Regions from separate parts of the Gossypium hirsutum genome. Here regions 2 and 3 are each linked to region 1. Evidence: chromatin contacts called from public Hi-C data. All regions are on one chromosome and are shown on one strand. Each heading gives the region's core, a stretch centred on a gene start, on an enhancer-like site or on the middle of the called end of the contact. The rest is flanking DNA. Distances are from core to core; before and after follow the strand shown. Region 1 holds the start of LOC107962868 (probable serine/threonine-protein kinase PIX13). Region 2 holds the start of LOC107939996 (high mobility group B protein 3). Region 3 holds the start of LOC107939997 (bromodomain-containing protein 7).

Region 1 (3,201 bases), core at 243-2,742:
TGTCATTCAAAATAAAGTAAAGGATCGGAGGTTTGATGCAAATAGTTGAGCAATAAAATGAACGGATCATCTGTGCCAGGTCATGTCAATGTAATGAAATGAAAATGAAATTCATCTCAGTTGAATGAGCCAACGATAGGGCCCACTTAGAAGCATAGCACAGGGCCCATCAAGAAGCTCAAGGCATCGGGAGGAAATTGCCGTTGACTTCCTCCTCCAGTTCTTTTTTCATTAATTAATTTTCTATTGCTAGCTGTCATGATTTTTTGTTTTCACATTTGGTTAAAAGTTAAACATTATTTATTTCCCCTTCAATTTTATAAAAAAAAATTATTTTAATTTTTTATTTAATTTCTTTCTTTAAAATTGTGTTGTTTAACAAATTATTTTAAAGTAAATAAAAAAAATTAATCTTGGTTAACTTTCTTAATATGACATTCATATAGGGTGACAGTCTACATGTATTTCACAATAGTAATTAATTTATTCTTTTTAAAATTAAAAATATTAAAAATATTTTTTTAGAATTTTCATACTTTTTAAATTATTTAATAATTTTTATAATATTTTTAGATTTTTTAAAAATTTTAATTAATTATTGAGATGACATCTATGTGTATGCTAATTAAGATGTTAACTTTTCTATCTATATTGAAATAATTTGATAAATAATATTAATTTAAAAATTAAATAAAATGTTAAAATAAATTATTATGGCTTAGAAATTTTGTTTTGGTTTTTGAGTTGGAATTTTGATTTGTAAATTTGTAAGGATAAAAAGAAAATATAAAATTTATATTAATTAAAAGATAAATTTTTTATTAGGGGTGAGCAAAATTTTAATTCAAAAAATTCGATAAAAATTTTAAATTTTGAATTAAATAATTCGAGTTATTAGAGTTAATCAAGTTATTCGGATAAACTCGAATAAAAAATTAAGTTTTTCGGTTTAACTCGAATATAAATTACACAATTCGAGTTATTTGAAAATCCGAATAAGAAAAGACAAAACTACGTCGTTTTGGTAAATGTTTACTTTTTAAAAGTTAAAATTCAAAATAATTAAGTTAAAAGGCAAAACTATGTCGTTTCGTTTTGATAAATATTTACCCATTAAGTTAAAAGTCAAAATCATTATATTATTAATATAATTAAATAATCTTGTACTTCGTCTACGAGTTAAATAATTGATCCATCTAAATGTAACATTAAGTATAAATAATAAGATTTACTAACTCGACTCGATTTGACTCGAATTTTTTGACTTGATTTGATTTTATTAAAAAAATTAAAATTGAGTTCGATTGCTAAAATAGTATTTATTAACTCGATTAACTCGAAAAATTTTTACTTAATTTAATTCTACTCGATTAAATACACACCTCTATTTTTTATTTTTTATCACTCGATGATGTCTTGTTGATAAATTCTTTATTTAATTGGGGGGCGGGGGGTTTAAAAACATATTATTAAGGGTAAGCAAATTGAAGAAAAGAGTGTAAAATGGGAGGTTGAAATGAGAAATAAGTGACAGAAACAAGAGCGGGCAGGAGGATTGATTAGTATATAAAACCAAGGAAAAAGTCCAGACAAACACCAAGTCTCCATTACCCCCTTCTCCTCCACATCCCATCTACTTGGTTGCTTCGCCTCTCTTTCTTCTCTTCTTCCTCGAACCTCAAGAAAGCTTTTCTTTTTTCTTTTAAAGTCAATAATCCTTTTGTCTTGCTATATCTATTCAATCCCAAAGAAAAGATATCGAAATTGCAAAAAGAAAACAACAAGAGTTATCAGATCATATGGGGAACTGCTTTGGTACTCAAGTTGATCATCATAGCCACCCACCCACCCCAGGTACGTACAAACAAACTTGCATTGGAATTTCCGACAGCAGCAACCACCCCAACCAAACCAATTCATATGATTGAACACACATGCAGAAGATACGAAGAAGCTAAAGGACAGCAGCAAACAACATGGAGTGGTGCCACCTACAGGAAACAAAGAAAGCGGTGGCGGTGAAGGGAACGAGACAAGCAGTGGAAGAAGCAAGGAGGGCGAAGGAGGAGGAGTGCCAGCCAGTGGAAAGATTGTGAGCACCACCTTGAAAATATTCACTTTGGCAGAACTTAAGGCAGCCACCAGAAATTTCAGACCTGATACGGTGCTGGGTGAGGGAGGTTTCGGTAGAGTGTTCAAAGGTTGGGTTGATGATAAAACCTATGCTCCTTCTAAAGTCGGAGTTGGCATCGCTGTTGCCGTCAAGAAATCTAATCCCGATAGCTCTCAAGGCTTGCAAGAATGGCAGGTATTTTGCTCTTTTTTTTTTCTTTTAGTTCTTATTTCCCATTCATTCTTACAAACTTTTATCAACCATATTAATTTCATTTTAGGACTCTTATTAAGTTCATTTTTTCTTTACTTTTAGTACTTTTTTTAAAATAAATTTATTTTATTCTTAAGTTCGTGTATAATCAGAATAGTCATTATATGATTGAATGAAGAGGCGTAATTGATAATGTAAACACCGGCCAGCAGAATTATTTTGTTTTCCGAAATATACGGCGCCGTGTTATTTTATGTATACTTTTCCATGGTTTTTATAACTTGGCCTCTTTTCCCATGAGATAGTTGGAATTTTATTAATGTATGTATTCCCAGGTTCTCATTATCTACTTATTTATCAATGTTAGGTTTAGTTGGAGTATTTTTTTTTTACATGGCATAATCAATTCAACTAATAATATTTAGTCCACTCTTATAACTTATAACTTATTTTTAGCAAAAAGAAAAAACTTTTTCCTTTATTTTGAAACTTTTTTTACTATTTAGTTTTAAGTTTAAATTTGTAGAAACTTTTCTTTATTTTACATCTAATTATTGTAATATAGATAAGTTTTTTCTTTATATTATTACATTAGTAATCAAATGAGTAGTAAAACAACATCAAATTATGCACTGAAATTTGCAGTTTTATGTAAAGAAATGATTTTCAAGAATGGTTGCATATGATATGAATGCTTTGAGATTAAGTTGATTTAGGGAATAATATTGTGTGAGGACAGGCGGAGGTTAAATTCTTGGGCAAGTTCTGCCATCCAAATCTGGTAAAGCTGTTGGGATACTGTTGGGAGGAAAATCAGTTCCTCCTTGTCTACGAATACATGCAAAAGGGAAGCTTGGAAAACCACCTCTTTAGAT
Region 2 (3,201 bases), core at 309-2,808, 640 kb before region 1:
GGTTGGTGTTAAAGTTAACCTTAAGAAGATAGAAGCTATCCTGGAGTGGAAAGAACCTAAGAATGTTATCGAGGTTAATAGTTTCTTGGGTTTTAGCTGGATTTTATTGTCACTTTGTTAAGGGTTTTTCCATGATTTCCATTCCGTTGAAGAAATTGTTGTAAAGAGGTAACCATTTGAGTGGAATGAGAAGCATCAGGAGAGTTTCGAGTAATTAAAGGTTATTTTAACAAAGGCTCTTGTTTTGAATCAACCAGAATTAAGGGAAAGACTATTATTTACGATGATGCTTCATATACTGGTTTAGGATGTATAATGATGCAAGAGGGGAAGGTAGTGACATATGCTACAAGGCAATTGAAAAATCATGAGCGAAACTATCTAACTCATGATTTAGAGTTGGTGATGGTAGTATTTGCATTAATGATATGACGACACCATCTGTATTGTAAGAAGTTTTATATATACATTAATTACAAGAGTCCTAAATATCTCTTAACTCAGAATAAGTTGAACTTGAGATAGTGAAGATGGATTGAACTATTAAAGGATTATGATTATATTATTGATTATTATCTGGGCAAGACAAATGGTGGTGTTGATGCTTTGAGTAAGAAGTTATTGGTAGACTTGAGAGCTGTGTTTGCTCGGTTATAGTTGGTGGATGATGGTGGTCTTTTGGCTGAATTGCAAGTTAAGCAAATTAGAAGTTGTTAGCAAATTAGAGATAAACAATTGGTTGATGTGAAGTTGTTAGCAATGAGAAGGTAATTTGAGGAAAATAGAGCTAATGACTGTGATATCGATATAATGATGGTCGTTTGATGTTCTAAAAGAGGATTTATGTGACTAGTGATGAGGAGTTGAAGCATGAGATACTTCAAGAGGCTCCCAGTAGTTTCTATGCCATACATCCTGGAGATAACAAGATGTGCCATAATTTGAAAGGTTTGTATTGGTGGTTCGATATGAAAAGGAAGGTTATTGAGTATGTTGCAAAATATTTGACTTGTCAACAAGTCACAATTGAGCATTAGTTTCTATTGAGTTTACTTTAGTTGACTGCAATACCAAATACGATGATTTTTTTGATTAGGCTGCCTTTGACTTTGAAGAAAAGAGAAACAATTTAACTAATATTAGTGTGAAATATTTTCACATCGCTATGACAATGCGACTACCATGAAATAGCGACAGGTATACCACTATAGTGCTGCTTTTCGAAACCATTCTTTGCACTGCCCAACAAGTCAATCACAAGCATTGAAAGAAGAAGGAATTCAAAGATTCCTAGCTTACAACCCTAGTAACAGTAAACGTAGCCTTACGATTCTATTAAAAGATTATGTAGATGAGTATAAGTTTTGTTTTTAATCTTGGATGAATAGAGTAATTTGAGTGGCGGTGTGGCGTAAAGTTGAGCTGAAAATGGACTTGGGGAGCCATTTTAAGGTCCATGTATGAGGCCCTGAAATAAATGGATTGGGCTAGAATCAGGGGAAGGGCCCATTAAATCACGAATCAGGTGAGAGAGAGAAGAAGCACAGAGGAAGCACAACAAAAGAAAGAGGTGAGAATCTGGAAAGCCAAAAAGATTAGGAGTGACACAGCCAATAACATAAAAGCACACAGATCGATGACGTGGCATGAAAATTCCCAATCCCGCCTAAACCCCCTCAATTCTCATTTCGCGTGCAATTGAATTTCAATTTGCCCAAAACTTAATATCTCCGCTTTCGAGATTCGGCCTCTCAACTCAACCCTCCTCTATTCTCAATACATCTCTATTTCTATCGCACTTTTATTCCCCAATTCCTCTCTCCCTCTCTCATCCGTAACTCTAACCCTAGCCCTCTATCAGGTATTTCCCCATCGATTTTTATCGAATTTCCACTTCTTTCTATCGATTTCATCTGCTTTTTCACTCATCTGCGATTTCATTTGCAGGATTCAAACATGAAAGGAGGTAAATCCAAGTCGGATGCCAAGAGCGCCAAGTAAGCTTTTCTCCTTTCGGCTCTTCAGATCGCGTGTTCTAGGACCTCAGATCGTGATGTGTATTAACGTTTCCTATTATTTGACTTATATTTTTTTTAAATTTTTTGGTTCGTTTGTAGGCTCTCCGTGAATAAGAAATCAATCACGAAAGCTGGAAAGAAATCGGGGAAGGCAGCTAAGGATCCAAACAAGCCAAAGAGGCCTGCTAGCGCCTTCTTCGTTTTCATGTAATCATTCATGAATCTCTCCTGTATTTGTCGGTTTTCTTTAAATTTTTTGGTTTGTTCCGTTTGCTTCGTGGAAAACTCTGGCGTTTATATTCTTCGTAAAAACCACAATCGAAGAGGTGAATTGAACGATTCTTCTTATTGTCAAAGCAAAGTTGATCTTCGAGGATGAGATTACTATTTACATTCATATTTCATCTAATTTGTTAATGTTGATTTCGTGATAAAAGGGAGGAGTTCCGCGAGCAATACAAGAAGGAGCACCCTAAAAACAAGTCCGTTGCTGCTGTAAGTATGACCATTTTCTTTTTTGGATTTTCTTACAGGTTTCTTTCCTTTTTATTTATTTATTTATTTTCTTAATTTCTCTTTTGGATTCAAATTCAGGTTGGCAAAGCTGGTGGAGATAAATGGAAGAGCCTTTCTGAAGCTGTAAGTATTTTTCTATGTTCAGTACTGAAAATAATCTTCAACATACATGCAAATGTGCATCATGATTAATGTAAAATAAATGATTTTAGGAAAAGCGACCTTATGTTGATAAGGCAGAGAAACGAAAGGTCGAGTATGAAAAGAACATGAAAGCCTACAATAAGAGACAGGTGATTTGCTGTTATCTTTTGTTTATACATATTATTTGACGATTTAAAAGTTAATAAACTTTTTGGATTAATTCCAGGCTGAGGGTCCCCAAGAAGATGAGGAGGAATCTGAGAAGTCTGTATCTGAGGTGAATGATGAAGAAGAAGATGATGATGAAGGCAGTGGAGACGTGAGTTGCAATTAGTATAAGTTTTGTGTCACTGATCTTCTGGCTTATTTTGGACCCTATTGATTCGGGTTTCTCTTTTTTGATAAATGCAGGAGGAAGATGATGAGTAGGAAAAATCCTGGGAGGATAGCATAATCAAAGTAGGCTGTGATAGTGTTTGATCATCTTATGTTAATGCTTTTTAAATGCAAATTTCATTTAAGC
Region 3 (3,201 bases), core at 371-2,870, 550 kb before region 1:
ATTTTGAAATAATTCATTCGAAATTACTGCCCGTATTACCGGATCCTCATATGGTGTCCATTGAAACTATGTGAACGAGATAAAAATATTAGTTATATACATAATACTAAATACTAAATACTAAATACTAAAGATGAAACGACTATTTTATGAAACGACTATTTTATGTATATATATTTTATTTAATACTTACTTACGCTTTCGACCGTTGGTCTAATAGAAGCCGTATATCTTTAAGAGTGGTAGGTATTCCAACATAACTCGCCGGGTGGTTCCACCTAATTAAATAAATTTTCAGCATACAATTTTATTTTAAATCTATGGAATAATTGTAAAATCAAATAAAAATTTTACCTTGTTATGAGTGGGAATGTATATGGGTGGTTCACTCGAGGACGTAAGAATGGAAAGCGAAATTGAGCCCATGACTGTAGTAGTGATAGACAACCTCCAATTTTTGCTTTATTTGGTGGCGTCGCCCCGTACATCTCTCGGTACAATGTTGCCAACACAACAGACCCCTAACTAAGTTCGCCAGCTACTCTAAAATCGTAGACACCTCAAATATACAAGGTTTCGTGACAAGTCTGGAATCAGATAACCTCCAATCATCTCAAGGATGTATGCCCGAGCATATCGTATTCTTTCTAATTTAGTCGAATCATTCTCCAGATCTGGGAATGTGTCTCGTAACCAGCTCATCTCAATCCGACCTCCGTAAAAATTATCTGGAATCGCACCCAAAAGATCGTAGCATATGACTCCCCAGTCAGCAGATTGAATGGACCTGGTGAGTGCGGCCCCATCCACCGGCAATCCTAATTGTATTTGGACGTCCTCCAAAGTGATAGTACACTCTCCGCATGGAAGATGGAATGTATGCGTCTCTGGCATCCACCTCTCTATTAATGCGTTGATGAGTTTCGGGTCCAACTTGCACCTTTGGCCTATAATGGCCGCGTGCTAAAAACCCACTTCCCTCAAGTAATTTTCTATCAACGGTGATGGCTGACCAGACATGTTATGAATATAATATTGTAACACCCGATCTACAGGCTGTTATAAAAAATTATAAAATAAAAATTAATTAAAATTACATAAATGAAAAAATATTAAATAATATTCACAAATTAAAATAAACTGTTACCATTTTCATTTGTTCGACGGAGATATGTTTATAATCGAGACGAATTAATTCTCTGACTATTGCTAACACGATCAAATATTTTTGAAATTATAAAAAAAATACTAATTTAGGAAAAAATAAAAGTAAATAACTAGTTACAAAGAGCTTTGAGAAATTTAATAAGAAATTTGAGAGCTTTAGGGAGAAATTGTAGATAATTTTTGCTAAATTATTAAGAAATTTTGTGAGAAAATAATAAGAGAGGAGGGGGTTTTTATAATTTTTGTTTTACCGTTAGAACTCCCAACGGTCAAAAAAATTTAATCGTTGGGGTTGAAAATTTGCCAGCAAAGCGCGCCCCCAAGGGAGTGTTTTGCTGACGTGGCAAAAAACGCTCCCTTGGGGATGCGCTTTGCTGGCACTTTCTCCCTTAAACGCGGCCACGTAGGTGTGTTTTGCCAAAAATAGTCATTTTCGGTAATAATGTTGTAATCGGCTATTTTCATAAATTTACTTAGAAATAGGCCTTTTTAGGTGATTTAGTGAAAGATTAATATTATAAAAAAAGATTACAAATTTAATGTACATGCATGCAATACAGTCTAATAATAAAGACTCAAATTCGTGTCACGTGAGAGTGGGGCACATCCCATCCATTTCACGTGACTTTCCCTCCACGCCGGCATCCTATCCCAGCGATTCCACTCCCCTACTCCATCAAAGAAAAAAAAAATCAATATTTCCATTAAAAAATAACAAAAATAATAAAGGGCAAGAAAAAAAAAAGAATACAGTAATGAGATTGGAGGAGAGATAGCAGCAGAGACAATGAAGAGGAAGAAGGGAAGACCCTCCCTCTTAGAAATCCAGAAACGCTCTCTCAAACAACATCAACAGCAGCAAGCGCTTCAACAAAACCCCCCAAATGTCCTAAACACTATTTCTTCTACCAATTCCAGCCGTCGATCCGCTCGCCGGAACCCCAATCTCCACGGAGGCTCCCCAATTCCCGATTGGATTGCTGGAGGAGATGGTGATGATGATGATGATGACGATGACGAGCGCCAACAGAAGAAGCATAAGCTATTGCTCGGCCTCAATTCTTCTCGTAATCATCACCATTATCCGATTCCTTCGGCTCACAATTCGGCCTCCTGCGGTTCCGATTCGAACGCGGATGGTGGCGATCCCAAGGCATCCCTCAAGCGACGAAAAGTTACCACCCTCAGTCCAGGATCTGATCAAATGGTGATTAGTTATCCATGAATATATATAAAAAATCAAAATAGCTTTTTGTGGGTTTTTGGAAGTGATGTCTTTTGAAACAAAAACAGACAAAACAAGAACGAAAAAAAGAAAAGAAAAAGAGAGATTTTCCTATACTTTGTTTGGATATTTTTATTTATTTCCTTTTTGAAATTGAACTTTTGGATTTCGCGCGTGAATTGAATTCTTGTGATTGGATCGGAGATTATGGACATTGGACAGGTTTGACTAAGTCGTGAAATGTGCTTTTCTTTTTTCTTTTTTGGTTATTTGATATTTATCTTACTCTTTTTTTTTCTTTATTTTCGGAAAACCTGAATTTGTGTTGAAAATCTTCTTTATTTCCTAATTTTACAAATTTTATTCTTTATTATCTTGTATTTATCTGGCCTTTATTTATGTGCAGAATAAGATATGCACAGACCATCATGTCTGAAGACCCAAAAGCTTCAATTTGTCTTTTCTTTAATATTAAGAATAATTCGCTTATCAAAAACAAAAGAATAGTTCTACTTTTTTCCCCCTTTAATTTCTGCTCTCTTGTACTTAGCTTTGCTTTGTTGTAGCTTTTTAATGCTACTTTTCATCACCAATTCTTCAATGAACAAGGCAAACAATCTCCATCTGTAGTTTCTATTTGGGGTGTTAAATATGTTTGTCTTGTTTGCAGGGAGAAAAAGTATCCAAAACTACGCACACACTTCATGGTAAAAATCAATCCCGACTTTCATGAAAAGGCATTTATGGGAATTCTTAAATTTATGTTATTTTTATGTGGACAGGGTCACCGGTGGAGTTTGGCCCCACGA

The links. Hi-C and Micro-C count contacts between places; a contact is called where the count stands out from the background.
Region 2: a contact with region 1 is called in a Hi-C map of leaf, with 2.2 times the contacts expected there. The contact joins the promoter of LOC107939996 here to the promoter of LOC107962868 in region 1. A contact is called at or near these places in 3 of 34 Hi-C or Micro-C datasets (callus, leaf and seedling).
Region 3: a contact with region 1 is called in a Hi-C map of leaf, with 1.7 times the contacts expected there. The contact joins the promoter of LOC107939997 here to the promoter of LOC107962868 in region 1. A contact is called at or near these places in 4 of 34 Hi-C or Micro-C datasets (hypocotyl and leaf).

The regions. Positions count from the first base shown.
Region 1 is chrA02:33,040,929-33,044,129 of Gossypium_hirsutum_v2.1, reverse strand. It overlaps LOC107962868 (probable serine/threonine-protein kinase PIX13), which reads left to right and starts at 1,492. Exons shown (of 6, transcript XM_016899422.2): 1 at 1,492-1,854; 2 at 1,941-2,308; 3 at 3,066-3,201. The coding sequence starts at 1,800.
Region 2 is chrA02:33,676,802-33,680,002 of Gossypium_hirsutum_v2.1, reverse strand. It overlaps LOC107939996 (high mobility group B protein 3), which reads left to right and starts at 1,558. Exons shown (of 8, transcript XM_016873406.2): 1 at 1,558-1,861; 2 at 1,948-1,997; 3 at 2,118-2,225; 4 at 2,456-2,513; 5 at 2,613-2,657; 6 at 2,747-2,827; 7 at 2,905-2,997; 8 at 3,090-3,201. The coding sequence starts at 1,957. The coding sequence ends at 3,107.
Region 3 is chrA02:33,591,450-33,594,650 of Gossypium_hirsutum_v2.1, reverse strand. It overlaps LOC107939997 (bromodomain-containing protein 7), which reads left to right and starts at 1,620. Exons shown (of 10, transcript XM_016873409.2): 1 at 1,620-2,374; 2 at 3,063-3,099; 3 at 3,175-3,201. The coding sequence starts at 1,955.